Regions from separate parts of the Mus musculus genome. Here all the other regions are linked to region 1. A link is a contact called in public promoter capture Hi-C data. All regions are on one chromosome and are shown on one strand. Each heading gives the region's core, a stretch centred on a gene start, on an enhancer-like site or on the middle of the called end of the contact. The rest is flanking DNA. Distances are from core to core; before and after follow the strand shown.

Region 1 (3,917 bases), core at 1,124-3,623:
CTGTGTCTCTTTCTCTCTCTGTCTCTCTGTCTCTGTCTCTGTCTCTCTGTCTCTCTCTCTGTCTCTCTCTCTCTCTCTGTCTCTCTCTCTCTCTCTCTCTTTCTTTCTTTCTCCCACCTCTGTTTTTACTCGAGGCTAAAAAGTAAAAAATCTGTAAAAGGAAGCAATTAATCACTGGAGTAGCTTGCACACATCCTCCTCATTACTGCCTTTGCTCACACCCTCAAATTGAGGTCTTCATAAATCATGACCCTTAGCAACAGCTTTCTGTTTTCTCAAGGGCTACCTGAAATGCTGTTAAACTTCCAGTTTTTCTGTTCTTATCTCTTCATCACAATTTTTGAGTTTAAAGTATCCTGCTGAGAGTGTTTGTTTTATGGCTAGACCAGAAGGCTCAGTCACAGAAGCAACACAATGGAAACAGACTATGGAGTTTGATAAAGGACATTCAGGGGTGCATTCAAAGGTTTTAGTGCTCTCTTCTTGGTACACAAGTGATGAAATCCATAAACTGGTGAAGCACTCTTCACAACCAACAATTCCGAAGACAGGATTTGGTTGCAGAAGCACAATTTGTTAAAAAAAAAAAGAAAAAAAAAACAATAAACCCAAAATACTTTTTACACAATTTCATAGTGTTTAAAGAAATATGAAAATGCTACAGTAGTAACCCAACTAGAATCCACAGCTGAATTGAGGCAGGGAAGCTGGAGTTGGTTTATCTGGAATATTATTAAAGACCTTGTCACTACTAATACATGAAGCTAGTTGTAATGGTTATCACAAGCTATTAAAATGAACTGAAACCATTGTCTCGTAACATGTAATAAAGCATCCTGATTTAAAAAATACAATATTTATCATATTTGTCACACAAGTAACACATACAAGTGATTAAGACGGCTTCACAGTATATACTATAGCTTTTGTAGTTTCTTAAAGAAATTCAATCAACTAAATCAAGTAGATATTCGTGTACAAAACAGAGGCGCGCAGAATCACGTTAAAGTCGTATTCCTGTATTATCAGGCAGACACTTTAAAATAATTATATCATTTCCTACCTTGTAATTGTATCCATTTAAATTTACACTAAGCAGAAGATGACAAGCGCAAACAGGCATAATGAAGAGGAGAGAAGAATGGCTGGAAAGCCCATTTTATTATATCTGCCAAAACAGATATATTAAAAAAATAAATCCTGTCTCAAATAATCATTTCATTGTTTGCATAAAATGTAATATTTGAGTATAAGTAAATTAGTTATGGTAGTGAAATATATAGATATTATCCCATTATTCCAAATCCCCCCTTCCAATCTCTCTCTCTCTCTCAGTATGCAGAGTACATGCATTAACTCTAAGTATAGTGGCAATAATAAAGTGAAGCACATAGCTGCTTGTCTCCTCTTTGAACGCCTAAGCCACCTAAAGTTCTCAAAGACACACAGTCCATTAAGAGCTCCTTCTGGGAATGTTCGCAATTGGGAACTTTCCAGATTTTAGAAATGCTCCACTCTTAGAGGGGACCAAAGCATTGTTTCCAGATTGTATCAGCAGTTGTACTTTTTTTTTTTAATTTTTCCTTTCAATAAGTGATTAGAAATCCTAGTTGTATCTTTCCCAAACTCTTAAGCTTTTTCAAAAAGAGATATTCTAATGCAACGCTTAAACTAAACCAGATCTTGTGATTCTTCTCTCCCCAAAAGTTCAAGACAAAGTAAAGAGAAAATGTTAGTGTTAGTTAGTGTACTCAGACTGCCATAAAGGGAAAAGAGAGTTAAAAATCAGTCATGATTTCCCATGATCCTTGTTCGGGATACGTCCATCGTCAATACAGGACCTATGGTCTGAAGAGCTAGCTGGGTCTTCATTCTAGATCCCGACCGACTCGCCAAACAGTTCTCATCAGAACCAAAGGCTTAGGGAACTGAATCCAACACACACACACACACACACACACACACACACACACACACACACACACGCACTCATTTTTTTTTTTTTTTTACCTGTTTTTATGTCGTGTCTTCAGTAAGTTTCTTCCAAAGGGAGCCATGGTCTGTCCGGCAAGGCAAGCAAATAACACAGTCCTTATCTCAAAGTAATCTGGGCCCTGGGAGGGGTGTCTGGGTCTCTCTGGTGAAAGGAGGAAGGCTGGAGGCTTCCTTTTCAACTCCTCAGATGTTCCTTGCTTTCAAGCTCATTAGCAGCTGGCTGAGAGAGTTGCTGGAAGTTGTGCAATTGCTGCCTAACTTTGAACTGCGGGATTGTTGTGGCTGCTGTGCCTAGGGAGACCAGCCCAGCTTCAGCCTGGAAGAAGGTGTGTGTTTGGAAGCTCAAAAGATAGAGGAGAGGGAGGAGAGAGAGGGAGAGAGGAAGAGGGAGAGTCAGAGAGGGAGGAAGGGTGGAGAGGAGGGAGGAAGGGAAAGAGAGAGGAAGGGAGGGAAGGAAGGAGGGGAGAGCCTCTATTGTGTGTTGTAGCTATTTGCCAACTAGCTAAACTCTAAGACCTGCCAACCCTACAGGCATGGTAATAGCCATGGAATGGGAATTGCACTCGACTTGGAACCCCCCCCCCCCTTTCCTGCTTTCCACACCCAGCCACACAAGGTGTACACACATAAAAGATTTAAAGCTACCCCCCTCCCCCCTGCGGCCTCCTGCCAGCCAGCTCCAGTCAGTGAAAAGTAATCTGATCTTGGCAAACAGGAATGAGCAGGAGGAACGCTTCCCCTACCTACTCCATACACACAAAATAAAAACCCTCCCCTTCCCTGAATGCAAGCGTGGTAAGGCCAGTTGAGCAGTGCAGCAACTAAGAAAGCAGGTTCCCTGGCTCTCCATTAAAAAACAAAAAAGGGTGGGGAAACCGTGAAGGACCAAGGGCTGCTGGGTTAACTGATCACTGCCCAATGATATAGCTGGCTTCCTAAGGTGCTGGCATCCGTCAGCCTTTGGAGACCACATGCTGTGTCTCAGGGACCTTGGGAGTGCCCTAGGAAAAGTGAGCTGCTTGCCATCACCACCTTTAACTACTGAACAGTAGAAGGAGTCTATGGAACTAAAATTGGTATACTATCAAAATGTGTGTGTGTGTGTGCGTGTGTGTGTGTGTGTGTGTGTGTGTGTGTGTGTGTCTGCTGGTATGTAAAACTTTAACCTATGACCTGGACGAGACAGACAGACAGACACAGGAGCTATAAAATGTGTGTGTGTGTGTGCGTGTGTGTGTGTGTGTGTGTGTGTGTGTGTGTGTGTCTGCTGGTATGTAAAACTTTAACCTATGACCTGGACGAGACAGACAGACAGACACAGGAGCTATAGGAGGATAAGTGTCCAGGGGAAAGTTCCTGGAGGATTTACTCTGAGCCTTATTTTGAAGAATCTGCTATCACCCCCCACCCCCCCACACACACACCAGCAATGACTCCCTAAAACACAACCCAGTTCCTAATCACATGCCTGTGGGGTTGGGAGGGAGGGAGGAGGGAGGGAAAAATGGGCTTGCCGGCCTTACAATTTCCCTTTTCAGGCTGATGTCTTGAGTCCCAGCAAAGCACACAGATGGACACTGTTTTCTATGGAAATCCCGTCTGGACAGCAGCATCAGCAAGCAAGACATGGTTGGAAGGAGTCGTTTTATTCTTGTACACACTTCAATGTTCAGGATTTCAAAGTGATAGGAAGACCCATTTTCATTATGTAATCACAACTTCATTTGTAGGATATATATGCATATGTTTTTATTTAACTAAAATTATATTTTTCTTTATAATCTTATCTAAGATATGCATGTGCCCGTGAACCATTATAAATTTGGAAAGTATAAATGCAGTGTTACAATTTAATTATATTTTATATAACTGAACTGTTATATAGAACTGTTTAAGAATATCTAACCATTTTTAACTCTAGA
Region 2 (4,339 bases), core at 1,449-3,948, 520 kb before region 1:
TGCATTCGTTATGGGAGTTTGCCATTAACTGTTGCCTCTGTTATGGGCTCATGTGGTTACATGTCACAAAACGCAAGGGGGTTCCGTGTAATAGATTTGAATTTTCAGGAGGTTTCCGGGATCTGAAGTGGGTGGGTGACACCTTGGACCCCACCCCTGAAACCACTTCGGTCAAAAGTGGGTTTGGGTAATGGGGTGGAAAAGGCTTCCGAAGCTGCAGTTGACCCGGACTACACAGAAGTTTCCCCCTAAATCGGACCTAGTCTATTGGTATACAAGTGCTGGAGAGCTTGTATCATATGTCTTTGATTTAAAAGACACCGAATGTTTTTCAGGGAATTTGGGGCTCCTAAAACGCATATTTATAAACAGACAGACAAAGCTCCATGACATAGCTACGTTTATAACTGAGAATTCTCTGCATAGTTCTTCATCAGTCATAGGAGCGCTTGCCGCTGTGAATATTTGAAAGACCCATCAAAGGTTGTTTGTTTCTTTCCTCTTTCTCGCGTTTATTAGGGCAAAGCAGACTTTCAGAATATTTAGAGGTAAGATAGATTTAAAAGGGAGATCCTGCAAACTGACCAAGCTAACAAGGAATGAGTGGCCAACTCAACTCAGTCTACCTTCCACCAGGAACAATCTGATAAAGGGTCAAGAAGAATACAGCTTCTCTCTTTGTAAGCAAACTTGATGCACACATTTCCTGGGTTTTTCCTCCCCACTTGCAGGCCACCCCAGAGAAGGTGGAGCAAGCAACGCCTCGCACTTCGGAGAATGCCCATCTTAGAGCCCTGACTCCCCTTCCGCTAGAGCCCAGGACAGTCCCTGCTTTTCTTTAACCTCCCCCCCCCCCCCCCCCGCACTCTTGGAAGTTCGTCAGTTCATTGTTGATGGTGCTATCTCAAGGCTCCGGAGAAAACAATTAAAAATATCATAGAACCCGTTAAAAGGCAAAACGGTGTCAATTGGTGGTAGCTCAGCAAAGGGTCCGTTCTTGGGGAGGAAATGTGGTGAACCGGGTGAACATGGCTGCTGCTCCTGACACTTTTTCTCAGGTCCTGTCGGATGGAATCTTCATTTTTCACTGGCAGCCCCGCCTTTGGGGCAGTGCTAAGCAACAGTTGTGCAGAACATTGTGCCTGGGATCTTTGCTCGCAAGCTGTGTCCAGGTCGGGCGTCAATGAGGGTCCCACCTGTGGATCGAGGACGAAGAAGAATGTGGAAATTTCCGAACCTTGGCGGACAGACACCCGACTGAAAAGGGCTAGGCCACCCGCAGCGGCGAGGTTACCCGAAGTGACTAAGGCTCTGCTGTAATTGCCAACGTAACCCGGAGAAAAGGGGCAGCCGCTGTGGAAGGCCTCTGTGGTGAGAGAGGAAGGTTATGTCAGGATCGGTGGGCAGAGACCTCCCTTGTCCATAATTTGTAGGGGAGTTTCACCAAATTTGCAAGCTTGGCTGATCTATTGCAAATGGCTTCTTGAGTGTGCCCAAGGCAAGGAACTCTTTTTTTTCCCTCCCCCGCCTCAGACGCCTCGGGCTCCTCAGAAGCTGAAGTGGGGCACAAGGCCAAGCAGAATGGTTTTCATCTCCAAAGCGCCGTTTTACCTTCGCTAGCATCCCGGTCAGCTGGACCAAGGAAGGGTTTTGGGTCCGCAACTGTGAGTCCAACCCCAGTCCGCGGAGCCACTAGCTTCTGCAACACTCTTTTCGAAGGCACCGCCCCAACTCTTGAAACCTGTATATAGTACAACTTTTGTTAAAACACTCTGACCGCATTCATCTCCCAACGCTGTTTTGCGTGATGAGTTCCTCTGACCTCCACTAAGAAAGGGGTTTCAGGGCCACTTGTCTCTATGAATTTTCAATAATAGTAATAATAATAACAACAACAACAACAATACATTTTGTCCTAATGATTCGTGTGGACCAAGAATGAGGTGGTTATTGTTTGGTATTGGTAAAATCAAATATTCAAAGACTCTCCCTCAACCTTCCATTCCGTTAGATGCCACTGCATCCTTACTCCGGTGCATCCGACAGCAAACGAGAAGGCCAGGGCCTTGTAAGGGAGAGCGCTGCGGCCGCCACGACGCCAGCCTTTTAGGTTAGAGGCAACCTCGGCCCCTTTACCTCCAGCAAGCCGGTTAACAGCCGCCGCTGTATCCGGCGTCTTGGGCTCAGATTAATGTGGATCTTCCATGTAAACGATTTACGGATGAAATAAAAGCTCTTTAGAGCAATACTTCCTTTCAAGTTCTTAAGATGCCTCTAAATCTTCTGGGAGTGAGTGGCTGGGGTGGGGGCGGGGTGTACAGCGGGTGTTGGGGGAGTGGGGGTGGGGGGTAGCGGGGGTGGGGGAGATGGCCCGGCAAGGCCTCTGGGAGTGGAGCGTTAACCGCTCTGCGTTCTCACCAGGCTCCTCGGCAATGCCAGTCCCACTGTCGAGGCGACTACGATTCTGGGTGTCCTTGTCTCTCCTGGCATTTGTCTGAAATGGAACTGTCTGTCTGAACTAGGCCGGGGACGCGCCCTACCCTGGGTAAGGAGGGAAGATGGGGGTGGGGTGGGGGAGGAGGGGGCCTGGGGTGGAGTTAGTCCTTGCCTATTTTCATATTCATTAGGACTGGGAGGTTGCCGGAGGAGCCCAGCTGAGTTTCAAGATATAAAAGCAACTTCGGGTGCCCCTTCTGCAGCCGGGACGTATTAAGAGTCTGGGAGCTGGGCAGCTCCTGGCGTCGCAGGTCTCGCTTCCCCTTTCCCTCCTCTCTGACCCTCCCTACTCCCGCCCACTGCTCCCTCCTCCCTCCGCGCCCTCCAGCCTCCGCACGCCCCGGAGAGCTCGCGGACAGCCTTTCCAGGATTATGGAGTTTCTGAGCGAGAAGTTTGCCCTGAAGAGCCCGCCAAGTAAAAACAGTGACTTTTACATGGGCACAGGAGGCGCGTTGGAGCACGTTATGGAGACGCTGGACAATGAGTCCTTTTACGGCAAAGCGACGGCTGGCAAATGCGTGCAGGCCTTCGGGCCGCTGCCGCGAGCGGAGCATCACGTGCGCCTGGACAGGACTTCGCCCTGTCAGGACAGCAGCGGTAAGTCACCAGCACCCCGGCTGACCTCCAGCCCCCAACCCCATCCTAATCCCTACTCCCTAGCGGCCTGACCAGGGCTCCAAACTGAGCCCCAGTCTCAGCCATCCTTCCCCGAAGTGAGGTACGGTGCGGGTCGAAGTAAAGAAATGTGGCAAGAGGAATCCAGATTGCTGGGGACCGGGCGCCGCGCACTCTGGGACTCCCGCAACCGGCCGGGGTCCAGAGCTAAATCCTGCCGGATTCTATTTCACTTTCGGATAGAGTTCACAACTGGACAAGAAGGATCTGACCAGGATCACAGTGTAGGTTAACAGGACTCCAAATAAGTCATAATTGAGTTAAAATACCGCACCACCGCTGTGAACCCTCCAGGATGCCGGGGCTCGGGGATGTGAAATCCATCACTAGATGTCATAGTGGTCAGGAAAACCAAAATCTTTGAGCTCTTTTATGTGTGCATGAGTGGGAAGCTACGAAACCGTTTTTAATGTCCTAGGAGTGACGACATTTTTATTGTATTTCTCTGTTGCTATATATATATTAGCTTGTGTGAACTTAAGTTTCTGCCGATTTTCTTTACTTCTTTATTGCGTTTGTGATGAGCAAACATACATTTTGGTAAAAAACCTAATCATTTTAGCTTTTGGGCAAAGCATTCCGGATAAAAACCACTCACTTGGGGATTCTGCATTGTCTGTTTTTCTTCTTCCACATAAAATGTCACCTAAGGAGCCTTTCGGAGTGTTTCTGGACAGAATCTTCAACTCTGAATGCCAGACTATCTCCAAGTCAAAATGTTATCAAAACAAACCATCTATCTTTTTCTATCTTGTAGCCCAGTGCAATCCCTATCATTTCACATCCCGACAGTTAAAACAGGTTTATGATTCTAAGAGGACTTTTCCTTATCATGGTGTATACGCCGCCCTTAAATGGCAAGGAAAGAAGCGGGGCGCTTTAAAACAACAAACGAATTAAGTGTGAAATATTTACAACAAGCCACCGCCCCCTATTTTAATGGAGGTTCAAAAATCTGGCAAGACCTTTTCACTTTCGGGAGCTGATTCGCACAACACTCTATACAGATTTTAAACGAATCTCACATTCTACTCGTTTTATTCAGTGCAGAGGGCGACTTTTGACTTGGCCGGTTAGAACAAAAAATGCACATAATAAATGCCCGTGTTTTTTTTTTAGTGGATTTCAATCGTTTATTTGGAAAGACTGGAACAACCAATATTACAT
Region 3 (3,944 bases), core at 115-2,614, 720 kb before region 1:
GAGAGGCCCATTGGACACGCAGACTTTGTGTGCCCCGGTACAGGGGAACACCAGGGCCAAAGGGGGGGAGTGGGTGGGTAGGGGGGTGGGGGTGGGTGGGTAAGGGGGACTTTTGGTATAGCATTGGAAATGTAAATGAGCTAAATACCTAATAAAAAATGGAAAAAAAAAAAATATTTCCTTTTAGAATATAATGCCTTGCTGAAAGCTTCAAACTATAAAACCATTATCTATCTATCTATCTATCTATCTATCTATCTATCTATCTATCTATTTCCACAAGGCGTGTTTCTGGTTTTAATTTTTTTCCTTTGATAAATCAATTGCTTCACAAAAATCCTTTTAAAGACAACAATCCAAGAAAACATATTGTTATAGTATTCACATTTTAAAGATTGTCAGTTTCAAAGACTGAACTTAACTGAAGAAGGCAGCCTGCTGTGTTCCAGTCACAACCTGCGGGAGGGGCCTCTGGGATGGGCGTTTCCCTGCCAGCCATGGGAGAGAAGCAAGTCTCCCGCTGCCCCCACAGGTGCACTGACCACCCAGCAGGCTACACAGTGGCCCATCAGCCCTAGCCGCAAGGGTCACAGTGCATATTGCATATACACTTCTACTTGACAATCTAGACTCAAGAAAGCAGAAAACTTGAGCCCACCAGAGGAGTGGGTCAGCCAGTCTAGATTTCTGCTAGACAGCCAAACAGCAGGAATGACACGGGTTGACTGTAGTAAACCATCATTTATTAAAGTAATACATTTTATGAATGTATATAGTTGCTCTGCAAGAAACACTTTGACACAGTTTTAAAAATTGAACCCATAGAACTTCAGGATTTGTATTGAGTAGTTTCTGTCAATATTGTATAATCTTTATATTATTATATAGGAAATAAGTTTTCAAATTTGCTACATCATACTAGGCTAGGATTAAAATTTTTGATAGGCATTAATTCATAACTAGAAATTATTTAATTCTTGAAAAAACTATTCTCATGGAAAGCAAGCTATTCATTGGCGTTTTCTCCACATCTCTGCGTCAAAAATCACTTTTGAAACACAGGTTTTGTAAAAGATATAGTGTCTATATACATATCCAGTAGACAAATGTTCTTTGCTCAAAAACAAAATCACCTCTACTTGAATCATTATAACAAAAAGGCATATCGTCATTAAATAATTCACCAAACTATATAAGTATTAATAGCAACCTCGAGAAAAAAAAAAAAAAAGATTTCCTCCTCCAGGTCCCGAAATGCAATTCTAATTCCAAAGTAGAATCAAAGTTGTTTGTCCTGCTAGGGCACCGGTAAGGAAGGGCTGCTCCACAGTCTGCAGATTGGCTGTTGCCATGGCTACGGTTTGTTGAGCGTCTGTGGGCGCTGTCTTGCAGGAAGTCCAGATAGCGTTGGTGAGTGAGGAGGGTGTCTGTGAGTGGGTCTGCTGTGATTATCGGGATGCGCCCAGTCCAGTCGCCAGGTCACTGAGCGGCCACTGCAGGCTGGACTCCTGGAAGGACCTGGGACTGCGCAGTACGCGGGACTCCAGCCCCTTCCTTTAACGATTCTCCGAGCTCTGTCAAAAGAGAAGCCAGTCATGCTCCTCTGACTGCACCCCACCTCAACTGTCCGTTCTCTTCTTCCCATCCACCTCCGACCCCTTTACCCGTATGTAATGATTTTGTTGTTCTTACTTTACGGGTGCATTTCCCTGTTCCCTGGCTGACTAGGAGAGCCCTACTCTTTTCCTACTTTTAGATAATTAGCGAGCTCGGTGATTCACTACCAGCGTGAAGTAGTCTAAGGAAGCTTCCTGACACCAGGAGCCTAAGGAGAAAGTTGTTTTCCGAACATTTACATATGCGTCTAGGTGTAAACTTTAGGTGTTCATGTCCCAGGCAACACAGAAAGTGGCCAGGAAATCGCTTGTGGGAAAGGAAGAAATCTGATGTCCATAGCTAGAGGAGAGGAAAGTACAGGTTTTTGTTTTACCCTCTTAGCTTATTAGATACTAGTTCAGTTTGGTGTGGAGAGGACTCCGATGAGGTAACATGTAAGGTGAGTCTATATAGGAAAGGAATACTGAGTGGGGCATAATTTAGTAGGTGGCAAGTCTGATTTAGAGAACAAGAAGAGTGCTTATACGGTATGAAGCAGGTGGTTCCCTTGTGTGTCACTATTCCTGGAGAGATGTGAACAAAAAACTACTCACTGCAGGTGGTCCATCCATGGCAGACCAAAATAAGGGTGCCAACCAAATCCAACTCGGTGAACCAATCAGTTTTATTGGAGTTCCGTAAATGAATACCGTTAATGAGCTATTTTTAGGAACAGAAATGACTGAAAGACAGCTGGATCACCAAAAGCCTACTCCAGCTTGTGTGAGAGCTCAGAACTGCTGGGAATGCGAGGCACAGTGCATAGTCTGGGAGAAGCTCACATGAGCTAGAGGACTGGAAAGCAATTTAGTGGTGAGAGGATCGCTGACTTTGGACACAGCAGCTCTGAGTTAAGGTTCTGTCCCCCTTATACATTAACTTATTGGCTTTAGATGCTTAAAAAGCCATTTCATGTATTTTGTTTGTGAGGGTTTTTTTGTTTGTTTGTTTTTTAAGCTTTATTTATTTTATATATGTGAGTACACTATAGCTGTCTTCAGACACACCAGAAGAGGGCATCGAATCCCATTGCAGATGGTTGTGAGCCACCATGTGGTTGCTGGGAATTGAACTCAGGACCTCTGGAAGAGCAGTCAGGGCAGTTAACTACAGAGCCATCTCTCTGGCCTCCTTAAATAGCCATTTTAAACATCAGTGTTCTCCTGTAAATAGTGAGTATATGATCAGCAGTCATTTAACTTCTTCAGAAGGTCATTAATTATGTATGTATCCTTTAATACTTGGCCTACCACAGTCCTGAGTCTCTTGAAGATCATTGTGGTAGTGACGAAGGTGATGTTGAGGATGTAGAGACACGTTAATGCGAGATCTAAATCCATTTCAAGTAGTAAGGACTTTAAGCACAGTACATTTCAGATTCGAGTGGTCAACCATTATCTGTCACTGTGTGCTATGTTAGCAAGAGCATGTGCCTAAGTCAGAATTACTAGAATTTCCACTCAATGAATACAAAGTAGACATAGATCCCTCTCAGAAATAGATTTGGGTTTTTCTCTTGGGTGCATTTTAATTTCTATATACTCAAACTGTTCAATTTTTAAAAATGGACTGAACTTACAAGGACAATACTACCTTGTGGAAGATAAGCCTGCCAATTCTATACGATTTTTTTCTTCTGGAAAAGAAATGAAAGAGTAGTTTCGATCATCTCATAGTCAAATGTTTTTAAAATCGAATGAGTAGACAGGCAAAGCAATTTTTAAAAATCATAATGCTAGCCTAAAATGGTGCCATAAACATTTGTTAAGTTAAATGTCTATATACATAGTGGGTCATGTGACAAATTTGAACCCATGTTTTTAAGAGATGGATTGGATTCTTTGCTTTTAAGTTCTACTTTTTGTCATTAAGAGCTATGGAGGACAGTGACGACAGCGAGGCAAAGCTCAGAGAAGAAATCGAAGCTGAATTGGATAAAATCAGCATCTCTTCCTTGGAAAATGATGAGGTTGAAAATGATTCAGTGTCAGACACACAGAGTGACAGTAGTGACACTGTAAGTGTTTCTCCATAGCTTTTCGTTTTTCATTGAGAAATTCATACAACGTATTTTGATCATATTTATTTTACCCTCCACTCTTCTTCCAAGATCCATCTCCCCTCCCCTGCCCACTCATTTATATAAAAAACACAAATGAACCATCTGTGCTACCCATATACTCTCAGGTGTGTGGCCTTCCACTGGCTAGAGTGTGGTCCACCTAACAAGGGTCACACTCTTAAAGAAAAATGAGTTCCCCTCTCCTAGTGGCTATCGAGTCCCAATA

Evidence for each region. Promoter capture Hi-C pulls out the DNA fragments that hold promoters and counts their contacts.
Region 2: a contact with region 1 is called in a promoter capture Hi-C map of second pharyngeal arch cranial neural crest. The contact joins the promoter of Alx1 here to the promoter of Rassf9 in region 1. A contact is called at or near these places in 6 of 39 promoter capture datasets (cranial neural crest, frontonasal cranial neural crest, liver and 3 more).
Region 3: a promoter capture Hi-C map of second pharyngeal arch cranial neural crest shows a contact between it and region 1. The contact joins the promoter of Lrriq1 here to the promoter of Rassf9 in region 1. A contact is called at or near these places in 4 of 39 promoter capture datasets (cranial neural crest, frontonasal cranial neural crest, liver and 1 more).

What each region holds. Positions count from the first base shown.
Region 1 is chr10:102,510,678-102,514,594 of GRCm38.p6, reverse strand. Rassf9 (Ras association (RalGDS/AF-6) domain family (N-terminal) member 9) reads right to left here and starts at 2,373. Exons shown (of 2, transcript NM_146240.4): 1 at 2,011-2,373. The coding sequence starts at 2,057.
Region 2 is chr10:103,027,136-103,031,474 of GRCm38.p6, reverse strand. It overlaps Alx1 (ALX homeobox 1), which reads left to right and starts at 2,698. Exons shown (of 4, transcript NM_172553.4): 1 at 2,698-3,094. The coding sequence starts at 2,869. Gm34298 reads right to left here and starts at 2,490. Exons shown (of 4, transcript XM_006514426.1): 1 at 2,419-2,490; 2 at 2,137-2,274; 3 at 1,612-1,741; 4 at 1-1,366. The coding sequence starts at 2,490. The coding sequence ends at 900.
Region 3 is chr10:103,233,742-103,237,685 of GRCm38.p6, reverse strand. It overlaps Lrriq1 (leucine-rich repeats and IQ motif containing 1), which reads left to right and starts at 1,364. Exons shown (of 26, transcript NM_001163559.2): 1 at 1,364-1,410; 2 at 3,529-3,673. The coding sequence starts at 3,533.